Regions from separate parts of the Rattus norvegicus genome. Here region 2 is linked to region 1. The links are chromatin contacts, called in public Hi-C maps. All regions are on one chromosome and are shown on one strand. The core of a region is the stretch at or near the end of the contact, and the rest is flanking DNA. Distances in the headings are between cores, read along the strand shown.

What was found. A called contact is a pair of places that touch in the nucleus more often than the background predicts.
Region 2: a contact with region 1 is called in a Hi-C map of kidney, with 6 times the contacts expected there. The contact joins two enhancer-like sites. A contact is called at or near these places in 12 of 12 Hi-C or Micro-C datasets (the A7r5 cell line, the Rat2 cell line, Schwann cells and 7 more) and 1 of 1 datasets of contacts at active chromatin or transcription factors (oligodendrocytes).

The regions. Positions count from the first base shown.
Region 1 is chr3:34,872,901-34,878,878 of GRCr8, forward strand. The region is part of intron 14 of Gpr107 (G protein-coupled receptor 107); the gene reads left to right. Among named protein-coding and RNA genes, the nearest start is that of Gpr107, 43 kb to the left of the region's middle. Within about 2 kb of position 2,286, at least 5 of the 93 cell types and tissues checked have an H3K27ac peak or open chromatin away from gene starts, as enhancers often do.
Region 2 is chr3:34,965,647-34,971,624 of GRCr8, forward strand. It overlaps Ncs1 (neuronal calcium sensor 1), which reads left to right. Exons shown (of 8, transcript NM_024366.2): 8 at 1-908. LOC134486068 (a long non-coding RNA gene) reads right to left here. Exons shown (of 3, transcript XR_010064748.1): 3 at 5,471-5,978. Among named protein-coding and RNA genes, the nearest start is that of Hmcn2, 18 kb to the right of the region's middle. Within about 2 kb of position 2,170, at least 8 of the 93 cell types and tissues checked have an H3K27ac peak or open chromatin away from gene starts, as enhancers often do.

The DNA of each region.
Region 1 (5,978 bases), core at 1,036-3,535:
GCAGTGAGGTGGAGCAAGCCAGAGACTGCTGTTGAGTGTGGCTTCCAGAGAGGGTGCCCTTCATCTCTGGATCCCTTTGGCTGACCTTGAAGCTGCCTGAGTCCTGCCCCTTTCTTTCCCACCACATGCCGAGACTTCTCTCAGTCTACAGCTGTGAGGCGCCTGGGTGAGTCTTATAAGAGCGTGCAGTGGCTCTCTGTGCTCCAGCCTCCTGCCAAGATCTGCTAGCTGCTTGGTCCTGGAGTCTGCGGGATTCTTCCTTGCTCCAACTCTCTCAGGTGCCGTGACCTTGCAGCACTGGCTTGGGGATATGCTGATAACGTGATTGGCGGGGCTGCCTCTAGTCTTCCTTTTTTGCCTTCTGTTCCTGAGGGAAAGGCAGGAGAAATATTCTAAAGAGCCTTCCATTTTACGTCCACTTCAGAAACCTGTGGTGATTGGAGGACTTCAGGATGGGGGAGGCATGGCCTCATTCTGAGCGGCCTCTCCATAGAACGTGGTTTTAATTAACAGTGTCTCGGGGCTCTTTGGGTCACAGTGGCTTCAGAGCCCATTATTCCCATTATTAATAGAGTCTTTGTTATCGCTCTATGGCTGCGAAGACCACAGCAGCTCCTGCAGAGGAGAGCATTTGTTTGGGGCTGGCTTACAGTTTCATCATGACAAGGGCGTGGTGGCAGACATGGCAGCATGGCGCTGCAGAGCTACACCCTGATCTACAAGGGGAGAGAAGGGTCTAGTCTGGGCCTGGGCTGGGCCTTGACAACCTCCAGGTCCCCCGCCAGTGACACAGTTTCTCCAACAAGGCCACATTAATATGAGCCTATGGGGCCATTCTCACTCAAGCCACCACAAGCAGCTCTCTGCTCAGAGTGCCTCACTGGTGTGCAGAAGTGTTACCAGGCCACACAGCAATGTCTGTGCAGAATCCGAGTTGCAGGCCCTACCACAGCAACTACCAGGTTCTTTTGTTTTATGCATGCGTATTTGGCTGTGTATGCGTATATATATCATGTGCATGCCTGGTGCCCTGAGGCACTGGATCCCCTGGAGCTCGAGTTGACAGACTGAGCCACCACGTGGTTGTTGAGATTCAAACTCAGCTCCTCTTGAAGAGCAGTGAGTGCTCTTAACCTCAGAGTCGTCTCTCCAGCCAGGCCACCAAGTTGTTCACTGGTGCCTGCTCGTGAGGTGAGCCAGGCTTGTGTTCTCTAGAGTGTCTGTGATGATATAGCAAGTGTCGTATAGAGTCTCAGCCCCAGAGTGGAATGTAGAAAGTACATTTGGTGTGGTGGGTTATAAGCCATGTGTCAAAGGACAGCCGGCATCCGTGTTTACTGCCAGAGCACAAGTTGTGCTTTCAGTATAAAGTAAAGCATAGAAAATTCACGGTTGCCAGGTGAGCATGAGCTTCCTCGTTCTTAGCACCCTCAAAGGCCTGCAGAGGGGACACACCAGTGTGGGACTGCGGCAGAACTGCTTTGGTGTCGAAGGCCGGGGTAGAGCCTCGAAAGGCTGAATGTGGGCCCATGAAGGTTAGCAGCAGAGAGGTGTTCCTCACTACAGGACACTTTATTTCTGTTGTCTGCTTGTGTCAGTGACCTCCTGGCAAGGTGCTGTTTTACTCGGTGCGTCTACAGAAGCCTGTAGGATGCAGCATACCCGTGACTGTGCAGTGCTGAGATTCTTGCTTTCTCCCGAGTCCCTGCAGGTGCTGCTTCTCAGCCCTTGTCTGGGCGGTAGATCTATTTAATGTTTCTGACCTCGAGTGTGGACATTAAGTTGTTTGTCTGCTTTTCTTTCCAGTCTCTCTGCATGTATGTGTACACCACGGCATGCACGTGGAGGCCCTTAAGGAACCTTCAGTTATCAGTTCTGTGTAGCCCAGACCAGGGATCCTCTCCTGCCACTCGCTGGAGCAGCACTCTGCGATTGCGTCTGGGCCAGAGACTACATCAGCTTTCGTGTGCTCTGGGGACTCTGACTTCATGGCTCCCTGCCCTTCTGCTTGCTCAGCAGGTGCTTTACCCACTGAGCCTCAGGCGTTTATCATTTTTGAGTCAGGATTTTGCTCTGTCCCAGATTGGATCTCACTCTGTAGCCCAGGCTGGTCCAGAACTCATGATGATTCTCTACCTCAGCCCCACAAGTGCTGGGATTGCCGTGTCTGACTGTGTGAAGCTTTGTGTGTGATGTGTGGGGCTTGTGTCCACTAAGGCTCCTTGACAGCGTTCAAGACTCTGTCCTCCTGGGCTGTGATTTGAACAGTAACATGATCACAGTGTGAGACTCCTTGGCTTGCTCTTTCCTTGGGAAACTTCGAGGCATCCTTTTCCCTTCACTTGAAATGGAGAAGTCCTAGGAAGACCAGAGCCGCGACTCAGCCCAGGGTGGTGGGCCGGCAAGCTTATTGGAGCTGCACCAAGGAGTGTGGGTGGCTGGCAGGAAGAAGCCCTTTGTTTATGCCTTACTTAGGGGCAGTTGGGATCTCTGGGAGAGAAGAGGCCTTGAGCCCTCCACATGAGAGTCGCACAAGCCATCACTGTTCTGTGTCACAGCGATGTTTGTACCCAGCCCAGAGGAAACCATGCTCCTCCCAGCACTGAGTCCCACAATGATCGCTCGTAGCCCATGACATCTCACTCTGGCTATGCGCTGCCCCTCCACAGGGCCACACCTCATAGCAGCTCTGCTCTGCTCGCTTCTGTCCTGTGCTGAAGTACACAGGCAGCAGTAGACTTGAACTGCTGTCGCGGTCCAGTTCTGTGCTGTCCATACTTGGTTCCTATGGCTGTGCAGCCGTCAGCACCATCAGTTACCAGCTTTCTAAGTTCCCAAGTGAGATTCTGCCCCCACTCCTCTCACCAAGGCTCCTGATGGAGTGCCCCTTCCCTCACACACACCTTCTGCCTTTATGAGTTTGGCTGCTCCAGGACGCCATGTTAGTGGCACCTTTACTTTTTGTGTCCAGCTTGTTCCACTCAGTGAACTGTCCTGAGGTTGGTCCACGCCATAGCCAAGCCTGAGTGCCCTGGCCTCTTAATGCCGAATAATACGGCATGCTCTGTATGTGCCACTTTCTCTCAGCATCCCTGTGTCAGGGTGGCTTAAGTGTGATGAACGGTGCTGCTGTGAACTTGGGTACTCATACATACATTAAGGGACAGACGAGTTACACATGGAAGGAGGCCTAGGGCAACAGCCACGTGTCACCTCTGCTGTCTGTTGTGATTGTGAGCTTTACACGTGCTGTTCAGATCTACTCAGAAGTGGCATTTCTGAACCTCATAGTACCCGTGTCTGTCTGCCACAATGCCGGTGCCAGTGTACAGTTCTGCCAGGATTCCATGTTGGATTCTGACTGTCTCATCCCAGCACCTTCATCATTGAGGTGTTTGGTGTCAGAGATTGAAGACGCCTCTCAGTGCTCAGCACTCGCCCACTCAGCCTGTTTGTCATATGTTCCGGTTTCATCCTGTTGCTGTGAAAAAATACCCTGGGAAAAAAGCATTTAGGGTAGAAAGGAAATGTAGGTTTGGAGTTCCAGGTTATAGTCCATTATTGAGGAAAGTCAAGGCAGGAACTTAAAACACATTCACACTGAAGAGCAGAAAGAATCAACACATAGATTCTTGCTTGCTCGTTCTCAGCTAGACTGTTCTCTACCTCCTGCTAAGGGAATGGTGCCCCCTAGAGTGGCAGGGACTTCCTACATCAACTGACAGTCAAGAGATAATCTCCCACAGGCCAACCCAATCTAGACGATTCCCCACTGACTCTTCTTCCAGGTGTCAAGACCCACAAGAGATGATTGAACCCGTCGACCTTGTGAGATTTAGCATCACCATGGAAACAAGTCTTGGGGCATATCCCTGCGGGATTATCCACTAAAGTTAATTGAGGTGGGAAGACCCACCATCCCTGGCTGGGATTCAGATTGCATAGAAAGAGAAAGCAGGCTGAGCACCAGCATCGTCTCTCTCTGCTTCCTGGCTTCAGAAAGCAGTGTAACCAGGGGCCTGCCACCAGCCTTGCCTGCTGTGATGGACTGACCTTGTCCTGGAGCGGTTGCTTTTGTCAGGTGCTTTGTTGCAGCTACAAGACAGTAACTGCAGCGTTCTAGTGAGTGTGCAGTGCTATTTCACAACCCTTTCTCACGCGCACTTCTCTCATGCTTAGTGGTGACACGCCTATTTCCAGGACCTCTTGACCGTTAATATATCTTCTTTGGAAAGATGTCACTTCGTGTCATTTCCTCATGTTTTCAGTGGATCATGCTGTGTTTTCCATATGACTCTGTCCCCCAAGGATCCGTGTGCCGGGCCTGGTCCCCGACGTGATGCTCAGGAAATGGAATCTTTAGCATATGAGTCTGGTAGAAGGAGACCAGTGTTCTCAACTTCACAGGAACACAGTGTTTTATGTCTTTTTGGTTGGTTGGTTGGCTGGTTGGTTGATTTGCTTTTTACACTTGTATTTGTGCGTTTGTGCACATGTGTAGGGTTTAGAGGACAACAGGTGGGAGTCAGTTCTCTCCTACCATGTGGGTCGTGGGATTGAACTCCGGTCATCAGGCTTGGCTGCGCCTGTGCCCACTGAGCCATCTTACTGGCCAGAGCACTGTTAAAAGCTTGCCTGACACCCTCTTGAGTGCCTTTCCCATCCATATCACCCCTCCCTCCTTGGTGTGACTGCATCCGTTTTGAGTTATGTCTCAGAAGAGCGGTGTCAGGCTGTGGGAGCCCCAGATCAGGAGCCGCAGAACCTCTCTTCCTTTAGAGTTCTGACCTTGTGCTGCCCAGCTAGAGGCTGTTTGTGGGTTTGTTGTTCTTCCAGGGTCTCTGGCTTCCCCAGAGCAGTTGCTGCCCTTGAACCGGTAGGCAGCAGTGTCGGTAGACAGCAGGTCTGTTCTGCACATATGTAGCAGAGAGCTGAGAGTAGCAACTGCCATTCTGGAACTCTACTGCCATTCTGCGCTTACAGCAGAGGAGTTCAGTGACAGGTGCTGCTGGGGCACACGCCTACTGCACGTGTGGGGTATGCACGTAAGTGCGGATGCCCCTGGAGCTAAAGTTACTGGATGTTGTAGCTGCCTAATGTGGGTGCTGGGAACTGCATCCTCTGCAGAAGTAATGTGCTCTTGGCAGCTGAGTGGTTTCTCTAGCTCTCACACCGCCAGCCTAACTTCTTTTTCACTTTTTAAAGAAACAGGACCTCCAAGCACCCAGGCTAGCATCGACTCAACTGTGTAGTAAAGGCTGACCTTGAACTTCTGATCCTTCTGCCTCCATAACATCCCATGTTATGGGATTATATGCATGTACCACCACACCCATTTTTATGGATGCCGAGGACCAAATCCAGGGCTTTGTGCACACTACACAAACTGAGCAACTCAGCTGTACCCCATGCTTTTATAAATAGAAGTGTATTGGCGGGGGCCCTGGCTGGCCGAGCCTGAGGTGGCAGCGCTGAGTAGTTGCAGAGGGTTTGGATCTACAGAGTCTAACATCTGCCCTCCCCTGCCTAGTGTGCCACCCAGCTACTCTAGACATTGAGTATGTCATGTCTCAGACCGCATATGGCATGTCCTAGTAATGACTGCTGGCAGGTCTTGGTACTTGAGCATAAGCCATGGCTTTAGGGGTTTGTAAGCACAATTGTCCCCATCTCCTTCACTTTAGTGTCTCTCTGTGACAGGCTTGTCCAGCCTCAGTTTTCACTTTCCAAGTAGGAGCCATATTGTGAGTGAGTGAGTGAGTGAGTAATGTTGCTAGAGGAAGCCTAGAGACTCCAACTAGAAGCCCTCAGGAAAAGAAGGAGCTCCCTGCCATATCTGTTAATAAGCACGCACCCCCACGCCCCGCTGTGGAGAAGCCCTGGACCTAGGTGTGGCCTGGCTGAGTCTCTGCCTTCCTTTGTCTGCACTGCTGCTGGCTGTTGGATCCCTACCACCTACAGCAGGGGTTTTAGGAGAG
Region 2 (5,978 bases), core at 920-3,419, 93 kb after region 1:
ACCCAAAACGGAAAGGCTCCAGCCCTCTGCAAACCTGAGCGCCGGGCTGCCTCCCTCGGCAGCCGTCCCGTTCTTCCTGCTGTCTGGCCTGTGTGCTTTCTTTTTTCTTTTTTTATTTCAAATGGACAATGTAAAAGAAAACAAACTACCTTCCGTTCTAAAAGATACTGACCATTGGGAGAAGGCCTCTGTGTCTCAGAGAACTCAGTCTCTGCCTGGTCCCCTGCAGTGGTGGCCAGGGGCAGTGAGGCCACTGGCAGGCAAGGGTGTTAGCGGCAGTGACTCACGTGATAACAGTATTGTGCATTTTGTGGGGAAACTGAGGGTTTTTTTTTTTTATACTCATACATAATCGATACCTTTTATTTATTGGTTGTTAACTATTGCTGCTACCTTGTGTGTCTGAAACTCCCAGGATGCTGGGCCTCCGTTTACATGTGCACACCCTCACCCACCTGCCCGCCACACTTGGGAGGATGGTGGCCTGCAGCGGCCAAGAAGCCAAAAAAATCTTTTCCTTTTTTTTTTTTTTTTTCTTTCTTTCTCAGATACTGTGCTCCGTTTTTGGAGAGGGGAAGGTAGGCATTCCTCGATGGCTAATGCACTGTTCCCCCAGCTTCTGCCCTGAAGCCCCCACCCCTCTCCTCTGCACCCCTTGGAGCCCATAACACTTTTTTTCAAGAACACACTTGGGGTGTTTTTTGTTTTTTGGTTTTTTTTTTTTTAATTTTTGCAACTTTACTCTGATGTTTGCAGCAGAGAAAAGATGGAGAGCCTTGCTCTGGGAGTGGGAACTGGGAGCGGGTGTCGGGCACACAGAATAGAGTATGAAGTGGGCTTCTCTGGGAACTGCTGGCCTCTGCCTCCTTGATGCTAACTAAGGGGCTGGGTAGGTATAGCGTGTGAACCCCTCTGCTCACCTGCCTCTATCTACCCTTTGCAGCAGCCTTCTTCCCTGCTAGGAGTCTGAGAGAGAAGGGGTAGGGAGACGGGAGCAGGCCATGCTGCTCCTCAGGGCTGAATCCAAAGCCAGCGAGACGGCTCCAGCATGCCACCAGAAACACCAGGCAACCATGGAAGAGAAGCAAGGAGCCCAAAGCTGGGCTTCTCTGGGACTTTGTAGTCTTTGCCTTCTCAGTCAGCAGCAGGGCTGGGAGGCCTGGTGGTTGGCCTTGTTGATGATGTGTGATTCTCAGCCTGGAGTTAGGTGTTTGTGACACCGTTCTTTGACTGTTTTGTAGGCCCTGGAGGATACAGAATCGTATAAATGACAGCGTAACCCCTATACGGTCTCGGGACACAGCCTCGCTGCTGGAGTGTGTGGTTGGACCCAGAGGCACCCCTTTTACCCCTTCTTTAGGATCCCCCAGACTCGTGAGCTCCTTTGGGCTCGTCCTCACCCTGGCGAGCTTTGCCAGGTGAGCCTCCCAGCTGCAGAGGCAGACCCGAGCCCACAGTTCTTGCTTCTGGTTTGTGTAGCCTCTCTGCCCACCGTTGAGAGGGGGAAGGCGGCCCCCGGGGCTTTTCTTCTGCTCCGATTCCCCTGTAATCTCCACCATACTTCTGGGAGGCCAGAATCTTCCTTGCTAATGACCCGTGGGTGAGCAGCTGTCAGCTGGAGGATTGACGTCTTCCATCCAGAGGTGGCGTTGTCCTGCCTGTCCATCCCTGTGAGTGAGTGGGAACGCTTAGCCCGTCCGTGCACACACCCTCTTCATGGGTAGGCCCTTTGCTCATGCTGTTTCCATTGCTGGCCCACCAGATCCCCAGGGCTCCAGTTACACAGGCAATTTTCTTTGAGGCCTCTTTGGGTCATCTTGCTGCCTGGTCCCTGACAGGGCCTCTAGGATAGGGAGTAGATGTGATGACATTAGCTGAGAGGATGAGAATGGACCTCTCTCTGGAGCCTTGGTCGTCCTCTCTGTGAATGGGCATGTGTGGTAGCATCAAGATCCAATGGATTCCTAGCTGAGGGTCTGTCAAGGGTTAAGCATGGGGCTCCTCAGCTAAGGTGTTCACTGATGTCTGTGGGTCCAGGCTTCCTTTCAGCATCTTGGCTTTTTGGATTGCATCCTCCAGTGTGGTTTTTGGCCTTCACGGTTTATGCCCTTGGCCCAAGCCTTGGACATTGAGACAGCCCTGGGCTGCCTTTTCCTGGCAGGGTGTCGGACACTATTCTCGTTCAAGGACGTGTGCTGACTTACGTCTGTCCCTCTCTTTCACCAGCAGTTAGCTGAGGCACACAGCACGCCCGGAATCTGAGGCCAGGCCTCTTCTGCGCAGCCCGAGGGCCTCTCCAAGTTCATTTCTTTAGAGGCCCCACCCCATCTGATGCTGCTTTCTTTAGGGGTGTGGTCTAGCCATTGAGGCCAGGTCCCTGGTCCCTTGGCAGACCCTCCTTTCTAGGGCCAGGAATGCTGTGATCCCCTCTTCCCAGCATCTGCTGCCCACTTTGTGTCGATGGTGACTTGGGAGCATATCACGACTTTTCAGTATCTAGCCAGGTTTAAAATAACAAGGTAAAATATATGCAGCATTGACATCTCTTTCTTTAAATGCTCTATAGTTCGATAGTTGATTTCCGAGGAAGGTGCCTTTGCACTTTGGGGGACATTGTCTCTTCTGGGGGATGGCGGGGCGTGCGGTGCATGGGATCCCTGGCATCTCTCCTGAGAAAGCCCCCACTGCTGGCCAAACAGAAAGCCCCTAAGATTCTTCCTAGTGTGTTTCTACATTTACATGATCCAAGGATGCACGGGGGACGCCCCCTGGTGGTGGTGAGCCACAGTGGCACCTGGGGATGCAGCGTTCCAGCAAGTGGTGAAGCTAGAGGTGGGAAGGCCAAGGTGGGGGCTGTGATTCCAGAGGTCCTGGATTCCCCAGCCTCACATATCTGGCAGCATGTATCCCACCCACCCCTCTGCTATGTCATCTGGGACTGGCAAGGTAGTTGGCATAAGGGCACAGTGGGAAGCTTTGCCCTCCCGACTTTAATTTTTTTTAAAAAAATATCTGCAGAAATAAATCCAATGGTTAATTTTTGAATGAATAAAAGGCTTTTGTTGAATAAACAGTTGGTCCCATCTTCTGTCTTGGCATTAGGTTCAGGTTTTGTCTGCTTCCCAGGGTGGGGGCCCCACCCAGCACCTCTGCATTCCTGAACCAAGTCTCCAGATTCCTTCGGGACTTTTACTCATTGGATCTGTTTCTCCATGCCTCAGAAGGAGGTCAGCCACCTTGCAGGGGTGACAGGCCAGCGCCGTTTGAGTTGGTGCCCATAGTGGGTCCTGCAGCTCCTGACGGATTTTTAGGTAACTTAAAAACCCAATCTAGGAAAGGTGACATTTGGCTGTGGTTGTCTCCATCCTTCCCTGCTTGCATTCCCAGCACCCTCAGAGTCTCTTTTTGGGGTGCCGTCCTGTCTATGTCTGGGGGGGCATAGGGAGGCCCTCACCTAGTGGTGCAGGCCAAGGGCGATAGGCTTTGTTGCATGTCCAGGTGTCCCCGCTGCTCCCGATGTATGTTGTCTGTGTCTGGCCAATTAAACATGCTTCCTGGACCTCCCTGCCTCCCTGTGTGGGCCTGGTGCTTTGTCTGTTTCTGTGTTTCTGTCTGCTCTAGAGTTCTTTCTCCCAGGACAATCTTGCTCTCACTTTGGGTGTGGTCTGCTCAGGATACCCAAGAGAAATCCCATGCAAGGAATCCACTCAATCCACTCGGTTAAGACCGCCCTGGTGACGGGAACTGGAGGGATGGCTCAGTGGTTAAGAGCACTGACTGCCCTTCCAGTGGTCCCGAGTTCAAATCCCAGCAACCACATGGTGGCTCACAACCATCTTTAATGGGATCTGATGCCCTCTTCTGGTGTGTCTGAAGACAGTGTACTCACATACATAAATAAATTTAAAGAAAGCTTGCCTTGGCGACCAGGGCTCAGCAGGTGAGCAGGCCACAGCAATTCACCCTGCAGCATCCCCTCCCGCATGTCCCATCTGTTGGGGTTGCCTGGGGGCCACATTGCTTCATACGTGTGACTACGTACGTCCAGCTGAGGCTTGTTGCTCTCAAAGTCAGATGTCAAAACCTCTGCAGGCTAAGCCAACTGTCTCTCCACCCACCTCCCCTCCAGAGGCGACTTCCCATAGTCTCCAACACAGTTGGGTTCTCAGCAGCTGCAGATGCAAAAGTGAATTCCCGGGCCAAGGGAAGCTGCACTCCTCCTGACAGCCCAACAAGATACGCTATGGGATATGAGAGCTTCTCAAAGTGTGTTCGCCCAGCCGTGTCAGCCTAACCTGGCCTCTCACTATGTCTTAGTCAGGGTTTCTATTCCTGCACAAACATCATGACCAAGAAGCAAGTTGGGGAGAAAGGGTTTGTTCAGCTTTGATGCTCATCACCAAAGGAAGTCAGGACTGGAACTCAAGCAGGTCAGGAAGCAGGAGCTGATGCAGAGGCCATGGAGGGATGTTACCTACTGGCTTGCTTCCCCAGGCTTGTTCAGCTTGCTCTCTTATAGAACCCAGGACCACCAGCCCAGGGACGGCAACATCCACAATGGGCTGGGTCCTTCCCCCTTGATCACTAGTTGAGAAAATGCCTTACAGCTGGGTCTCATGGAGGCATTTCCTCAGCTGAGGCTCCTTTTTCTGTGATAACTCCAGCTGTGTCAGGTGACACACAAAACCAGCCAGTACATACTGGGAATGTGGTTTTCTTGGGATCTGACCCAGACCTGCATTTTTCAGAGATCCTTGGTGATGGTGGCAGGGGTTGTGGTGGGCTGTCTACAATCGTACCCCTACCACAACCCCATCTTGTGCGAATGAGCAAACTGTGGGGCAGGATTTAGCAAGAGCGTGTGCATAAGAGTCTGATAGTCTCTGCTCGAGAGAGCTGGTTACCAAGGAGGGTCTCAGTCCTAAGGAGCTGTCCCTTGGTGTAAGTTGGGGGCCACCTACATATCTGCACAGTATCGCACCCATGAGAGCATCAAAAATAGATGGGGCTGGGGAGAGGCACTCGTAGTGAAGTGCCTTCTCTGCAAGCATGAGGACCTGGGTTCGAATCCCCAGCAGCATGTAATGGGGTGCAGCTGTGCAGGCCTGTGACCCCCCCCCGCAGGGAGACAGAGCCAGAGGAGTTCTGGGAGCTTTCAGGCCAGCCAGCCTCTGGTTCAGTGAGAGATCTTGTCTCACGGCAATAAGGCAGAGGGTGATATATGTCCCCCCTGGCCTCTGCGTGTGTGGTCCTGGGTGTGTACACCTCACATTCATACCAACACAACACACACATACATGGAATGTGTGCACAGCGGTTTCTCTGCCAATAGGAGGGTCTGTCCTGAATGGCCGATGCAAGGGAAGCTGGTCACATGGGTGTGCCTGCTGTCAACCGTGGAGCCTTAACTTAGGGTCTCTGAGGGCTGAGAGCATTGGATGGCACATCCATTCTCCCTCATTTTGCCTCGGGCAGGCCTTGACCTTAGTGTGTGCGCCCTGGTTCAGCCTATCCTGGGTGACTTACGTGCCAGCTTCACCAACGATTTCTCCCCCCTCCCAGGGAAGTGAGCTCTCTATGGTGACCCAGCGGGCTTCCTTCACAGTGGGAGCCTTCCATCTTGCCAGTTTACCATGGCGGGGAAACGATGGTGGTAGGAGTTCAGGCAGGGCCTCCTCACACTTCCTCCATCGAGGGAGCAGAGAACTCGGGCCAAACCAGAAGGGGATAATAATTTCCAAGGTCCACAGTTAGTGGCCCACTTCTGCCAGCTAGGCGGGCCACATGTGGAACGTTCCACGGAATCCCAAAACAGGACCATCGGGCAGGGGCCAATACCAGTGTTTAATGTGCCATTCTGCAGCGGACACCTCACAGCCACACCATAACAAAATACTTAGGACCACACTTGGCATGGACAGGAACGGGCAGAGAGGGGCTTGAGGTGGGGATGGTGGTAGAGGTGCGAAGCAGAATCC